Linked DNA regions of Pan troglodytes: region 2 is linked to region 1. A link is a contact called in public HiChIP or PLAC-seq data. All regions are on one chromosome and are shown on one strand. The core of a region is the stretch at or near the end of the contact, and the rest is flanking DNA. Distances in the headings are between cores, read along the strand shown.

Region 1 (2,918 bases), core at 220-2,719:
CCACTGTATTAGTTCCCTGTTGCCACTGCAGTAAGTTATTACAAACTTAGTGGCTTAAGGCAAATGTATTATCTTCTAGTTCTGTAGGGTGGAGGGCTACACAGGTCTCACTGGGCTCAAATCAAGGTATTGGCAGGACTGAGTTCCTTTCTAGAGGCTTCCATATGGAAGTATGTCCTCCTCTGGGACCTGGAGGGCCTAGGCGGCAGGCTGGGCCTCAGGGGCTTAACATACGTCAGCGACTTAATACAACAGAAGCTCAAAACTGGGGCTCCTGATTGGGGGTTGGGGGACGACCTTGCAATGTGTCATTCAGCCCCAGGTTTTTCCCACCTTGTGGGCTCCCTCTCTTCTAAAGACTTTAGCTCTCTGCATTCAGCCGTCTGGTGGGGGAAAGAGATGGAGCACGTGTAGGGCAAGGTTTTATGGGCCAGGCCTGGAAGTGGCATATGTCACTTCTGCCCATGTTCCATGAGCTAAAGCTTGGTCACATAGACCCTGCTAAGTGCAAGAAAGGCTGGGCAATGTGGCCAGCTGGGCGCCCAACTCCACCTCCCTGGTGCATCCCGGATCCCCTCATTTCTCTCCATCTTCACACATTTGGACTACACTAGCCTTCGAACTGGCCTCCACTCCTAGCCACCATCCCTTTTCCCCATGACAGCCAGGGGCTCTTTAAAAAATATGAATCAGATCATCGTGGTGGTGTTGCGTGTGTGTTTGTTTGCCTGTGTTTGTAATACAGCCTTTCCATGGCTTTCAATAAACCCACATAAGGGCTTGTAAGACCCTGTGTGAACTTGCCCCTTTGCCTTCCTTCTGCTCCCCCAAAGTATCTGCCCCCCAGTTCTCTGGGCTCCAGCGACACTGGCTCCTCTGCTATTCTGGCTGCCAAGTCATGCTCAGTTCTGTTTTAAGCACCACCTTAGATGGTGGGGTTCACCTTCCCCAAGAAACTATCCCTTTTCCTTCTTTCTCACTCTTGTCTTAAATTAGTTTCTTGTTTGTTAGCTGGCCCTCCTCACTAGGATATCACTTTTACTTACAACAGGAATGTTGTTTGCACCAGTAGGTGCTTGGTAAATATTTGTCAGAGGATTGACTGACTGAATGAAAGAAGGAAGGAAGGAAGGAGAGAAGGAAGGGAAGAAGAGATGAAGGGAGGAAGGGAGGAAGGGAGGGAAGGGAGGGAGGGAGGAAGGAAGGACAGAAGGAAGGGAAGAAGAAAGGAAGGGAGGAAGGAAGGGAAGGAGGGAGGAAGGGAGGGAGGGAGGAAGGATGGGAGGGAAGAAGGGAGGGAGGGAGGAAGGGAGGGAGGGATGGGGAAAGGAATGAAAGGAAGGGAGGAAGGAAGGAAGGAAAGGAGGGAGGGAGGGAGGAAGGGAGGAAGGAAGGAATGAAAGGAAGGGAGGAAGGGAGGGGAGGGGGGAGGGGAGGGAGGGAGAAAGGAAGAAAGCAAGGAAGGAAGGAAGGAGGGAAGGAAGGAAGACTGGCACGAGGTCACAACATGAGTTAGTGGCGGGAACAGGACTTCTGCAGGCCCGGGGTTTGGGCCTTTGCTTCAGATCTCACTATTCACAGACACATGAACCCCGGGCAGGCGAGTGGGAGGCGGACAGGGGAGCGGCTCTTCCGGCCCCCACCCGTGGCGATCCCAGCCTCCAGGTTCCCGGCAGTCGCCCCGCCTCGCCCGTCACAACCCTGCCGCGTGGGGCCGGGGTTGGAGGGGGCGGAGCGCGCGGTCCGGGCACACGGAGCAGGTTGGGACCGCGGCGGGTACCGGGGCCGGGGCGCCATGCGGAGGCCGAGCGTGCGCGCGGCCGGGCTGGTCCTGTGCACCCTGTGTTACCTGCTGGTGGGCGCTGCTGTCTTCGACGCGCTCGAGTCCGAGGCGGAAAGCGGCCGCCGGCGACTGCTGGTCCAGAAGCGGGGCGCTCTCCGGAGGAAGTTCGGCTTCTCGGCCGAGGACTACCGCGAGCTGGAGCGCCTGGCGCGCCAGGCTGAGCCCCACCGCGCCGGCCGCCAGTGGAAGTTCCCCGGCTCCTTCTACTTCGCCATCACCGTCATCACTACCATCGGTGAGCCGCCCGGAGCCTCCCTCCGCGCCCGCTCCAGCCCCAGCTGTCCCGGGGCGCCTCTGGCTTTCGGTCCCACCTCTGCCCCCGCCCAGCTGAGCTACTTTGGACGGGTCATTTCGGCTCACCGAGCCTCCCTCATCTCCTTCGCCTCCCTCGTCTCCTTCGCCTCCCTTGTCTCCCTGGTCTCCTTTGCCCCCCTCTGCTGAATGGAGCTGTCAGCCCACGCAGGCAGGGACGGGAGGAATCAGTAAATCGAGTTTGCCAAAAGGCTGACCCAGGAGTGCTCAGAAAACGTCCAAGGGGCTTGGAGATAGATGAAGCGGGGCTGGGAGACCAAGTGGCTGGATTTGCTTTTCCTTGCCTGGTTGCCTCACACTTGCTGTGTGACCTTAGACGAGTTGCTCAACCTCTCTGAGCCAGAGTTTTCTCTTCTGTAAAATAGTATCGCTAATCGGCCTTATCTCAGGGCTGTGGTGAGAATTATTATTCAGGAGACAGACTATGCACAGACAAGGCCTGTGCTAAAACATGACACATACAGAGCACTACAAAGAAAAGATCATTTTTTAATTATTGCAATTGTTATTGTTACCCCATGAGAATGGGGACCCAGTCTGTCTTAGGGACTGCTGTATGACCCGTGCCTAGCATGCAGTAGATGATCAATAAATACTTGTTAAAGGAATGACTGATAACCACAGGCTCTGGACTCTGCCCTCAGGGATGCAGAGCAGTTCCTTTGGAGCATCTGGACCACCAGCTGTTGCCATGACTACCATCTGGCTGGTACCTGCTGAGCCTAAGCCTGGGGGAACAGGAAGGAGAGAAGTGGGCTCTGCA
Region 2 (2,932 bases), core at 341-2,840, 140 kb after region 1:
CACGATTAGAATGGTATTTTTAAAAGATCACTTGGCAGTTGACGGGCGAGGCTGAGAGCAAAACGGTGAATTAGAAGTCTGTCATTTAGCTAAGTAAGGGTAAAGGCAAGGCGGCAAAGGCCTATTTACTTGGCTTTTTCTCCTACCCGACTGCAAACTCCAAGACAGCAGGGCCCCATCTGCCTTGTTCATCGCTGTGTCTCCAGCACTAAGCAAAAAGCCTGTTCAACATTTGTTGAAAGAATAAATGAACAGGAGAGAGGGAAGGCGAGAGGCATTTTGAAGGACTGAGTTTAAAAATCAACTACCTTGAAGCCGGGCGAGGTGGTTCATGTCTGTAATCCCAGCACTTTGGGAGGCTGTGGCGGGTGGATCACCTGAGGTTAGGAGTTTGAGACCAGCCCGGCCAATATGGCGAAGCCCCGTGTCTACTTAAAATACAAAAACTAGCCGAGAGTGGTGGCATGCACCTGTTATCCCAGCTACTCAGGAGGCTGAGGCAGGAGAATTGCTTGAACCTGGAAGGCAGAGATTGCAGTGAGCCAAGATTGTGACACTGCCTGGGCGACAGAAAGAGACTCTGTCTCAAAAACAGAAAACAAAACAAAACAAAACAAAATCAACTACCTTGAGAGGAGTAGAATGTTGGTAATTGTGAGAGCAGTCATGGAGGGGAGGGGAGCCATGGAGGCCTGTTTCCTTCCCTGAACTTCCTCAACGAGGGGGCATCTTAAAGAAGAAATCATGTACACAGATTTTTGTGGGTTTTTTTTGGAGACAGGGTCTCACTCTGTCTCCCAGGTTGGAGTGCAGTGGCATGACCATAGCTCACTGCAGCCTACAACTCCCGGCATCAAGCAATCCTCTCACCTCAGCTTCCCAAAGTGCTGAGATTACAGGCGCGAACCACTGCGCTCGGCCCTACACAGGTTTTTTAAAAAGACGTTTGTGCGTTGGATTCCTGGCACTTCACGTGGCCTCTTCAGTCTACCAAAGAAGTAAAAGGTAAGTACCCTGAAGGATTGAAAGGATTAAATGAACATTGAGGGATGAGCAATTTCTGTTCTTCCCTGGCTCCAGTATTACCAAAGCACACAGTAAGAGGACTGACATCGGCCTCCGACCCAGTGAGGATTACTTTCGGGGTGGAGGGGGAACTGCTAAACCTCGAATCTCCGGGCCTGGCCCTGGCGCGTTTCCAGTCCCAGCAGAAAGGGCAATCCCCATCCAGACCACACTCCTAGTCCTCCTTATTCCCACACAGCCCGTATCTTGACCACCCCTAGCTCCGCCCTCTCTCCTCCCACCTCCTTTTCCCGCTCCCCCGCCCCATTTCCTTCTTCTCCGCCCACCTCCTCCTGGGTCCCTCCCCCGGCCATCCGCCCTGCCCCGGCCCCTGCAACCCTGCCCTTCGCTCTTCTTCCTCCTCCCTTCCGTCTGCGCCCCTCCCGTGGGGCCGTGGCAACCCCGTGCCTCGCTTGCCCAATGAGAACACGGTTTGGGGCGGGGCGCGGCCAGGACCGGAGCGGAAGTGCCGATCGGAGCGGAAGTGGAGCTGCCGCCACCGCCGCCGCCGATTCCGGAGCCGGGGTAGTCGCCGCCGCCGCCGCTGCTGCAGCCACTGCAGGCACCGCTGCCGCCGCCTGAGTAGTGGGCTTAGGAAGGAAGAGGTCATCTCGCTCGGAGCTTCGCTCGGAAGGGTCTTTGTTCCCTGCAGCCTTCCCACGGTGAGTGCGGCGCGGGGTCCGACCGGGGCCCCCGGGGGCCCAAACTCGAAGCCCCTCTCTGGCTGCTGCGACGACGGCGGCCCAGTGGGTGGGCCCCGGGGGGTGGCGGCGCGCTGCCTCTTTCGCTCCGCGCGGCCGCCGGCGGCGAGGCCAGACCTCGCAGCGGCCCCTCCCTGTTTCCGGGGCCGGGCCCTTTACCTCTTGGAGAGGCTCGGGCCGCCTGAGGTCCTGCCGGCCGGGCGGGGTGCAACTCCGTACTGTGCCGTAAGGGACAGCGGAGCCGGGGATCCCGGACCCTCCCTCACTATCTGCTTCGGTCCCCACGCGACCCCTCCCTGCGTCTTGGTCGGCAAGAACGTCCCCTTCAGCCCTGTCACCTCTGCTCCGTGCTTTCTGGTTTCCAGAAATTAAAATTTAATCAAACGCAGATGAGTTTTCTAGCCCCAGTCCCCGTGTTTGGCTCCTCCTGGATGAGTAAGGGGTTTAACCTTGGGAGACAGCAGTGGGGGAACCCCCTCCCATTTTGCAGTAAAACCATTTCATCATCCTTCACTGGTTATGGAGCCTGGCAGGACCCAAGATTCCCTAGGAAGGGAATTGGGTTTGAATCAAGAAAATCTGTTTGTTGGAGCCGGTTACTGAGTCAGGCCGGATCCCCAGGAAAAAATATCAGGGGGTGAGAATCGGAGTATTTTCCCACAGTATTTACCGTCATTTAATGCCAGATTCTTTTGTGTCTTTACCCCAAATTCCCCCATATTGTGTGTTAGCACGTTTTTCGGTCTGAAATTTGCCCGGTGGCTTCCTGGTCGGGGGGTGGGGAGCGGAGGGAAGAAGAGGTGGGAAGGTGAGTGCATCTTTGCCGCAAATGGAGAACTCCCATATAATGGGGTTTTCAGAGGTGGCAGCCTTGGTAAGCAATTTGCCAACCTTTCTGTAAAATACATGTTTCTTGTCGTTGCCTTCATTGCATTTCTCTTTGGTAAGGCTAGATAGCATCAGGTCCTGATTTTGCTTGCCCTGTGTGGGAGATGAAATTTGGCAAGACGATGCTATGAACATAAAATCAGCCTCGGGAACCAAAAGAGAAAGGTGAAGCACTTACAAGAATATGAAAATTGTCTGCATTTCTCATTCTGTCAGTTCATGTGAAGCCAGACACAGATGCAGTTTGTAGACCTGGACACTGCAGCTTTTGCATTTTC

The links. HiChIP or PLAC-seq counts read pairs in DNA pulled down with a chosen protein or histone mark.
Region 2: an H3K4me3 HiChIP or PLAC-seq map of stem cell-derived excitatory neurons shows a contact between it and region 1, with 2.2 times the contacts expected there. The contact joins the promoter of YWHAB here to the promoter of KCNK15 in region 1. A contact is called at or near these places in 3 of 7 Hi-C or Micro-C datasets (blood, induced pluripotent stem cells and stem cell-derived neural progenitor cells), 1 of 1 datasets of contacts at active chromatin or transcription factors (stem cell-derived excitatory neurons) and 1 of 1 other capture datasets (stem cell-derived neural stem cells).

What each region holds. Positions count from the first base shown.
Region 1 is chr21:50,997,715-51,000,632 of NHGRI_mPanTro3-v2.0_pri, forward strand. It overlaps KCNK15 (potassium two pore domain channel subfamily K member 15), which reads left to right and starts at 1,470. Exons shown (of 2, transcript XM_001152552.7): 1 at 1,470-2,078. The coding sequence starts at 1,586.
Region 2 is chr21:51,137,715-51,140,646 of NHGRI_mPanTro3-v2.0_pri, forward strand. It overlaps YWHAB (tyrosine 3-monooxygenase/tryptophan 5-monooxygenase activation protein beta), which reads left to right and starts at 1,591. Exons shown (of 7, transcript XM_063802989.1): 1 at 1,591-1,727.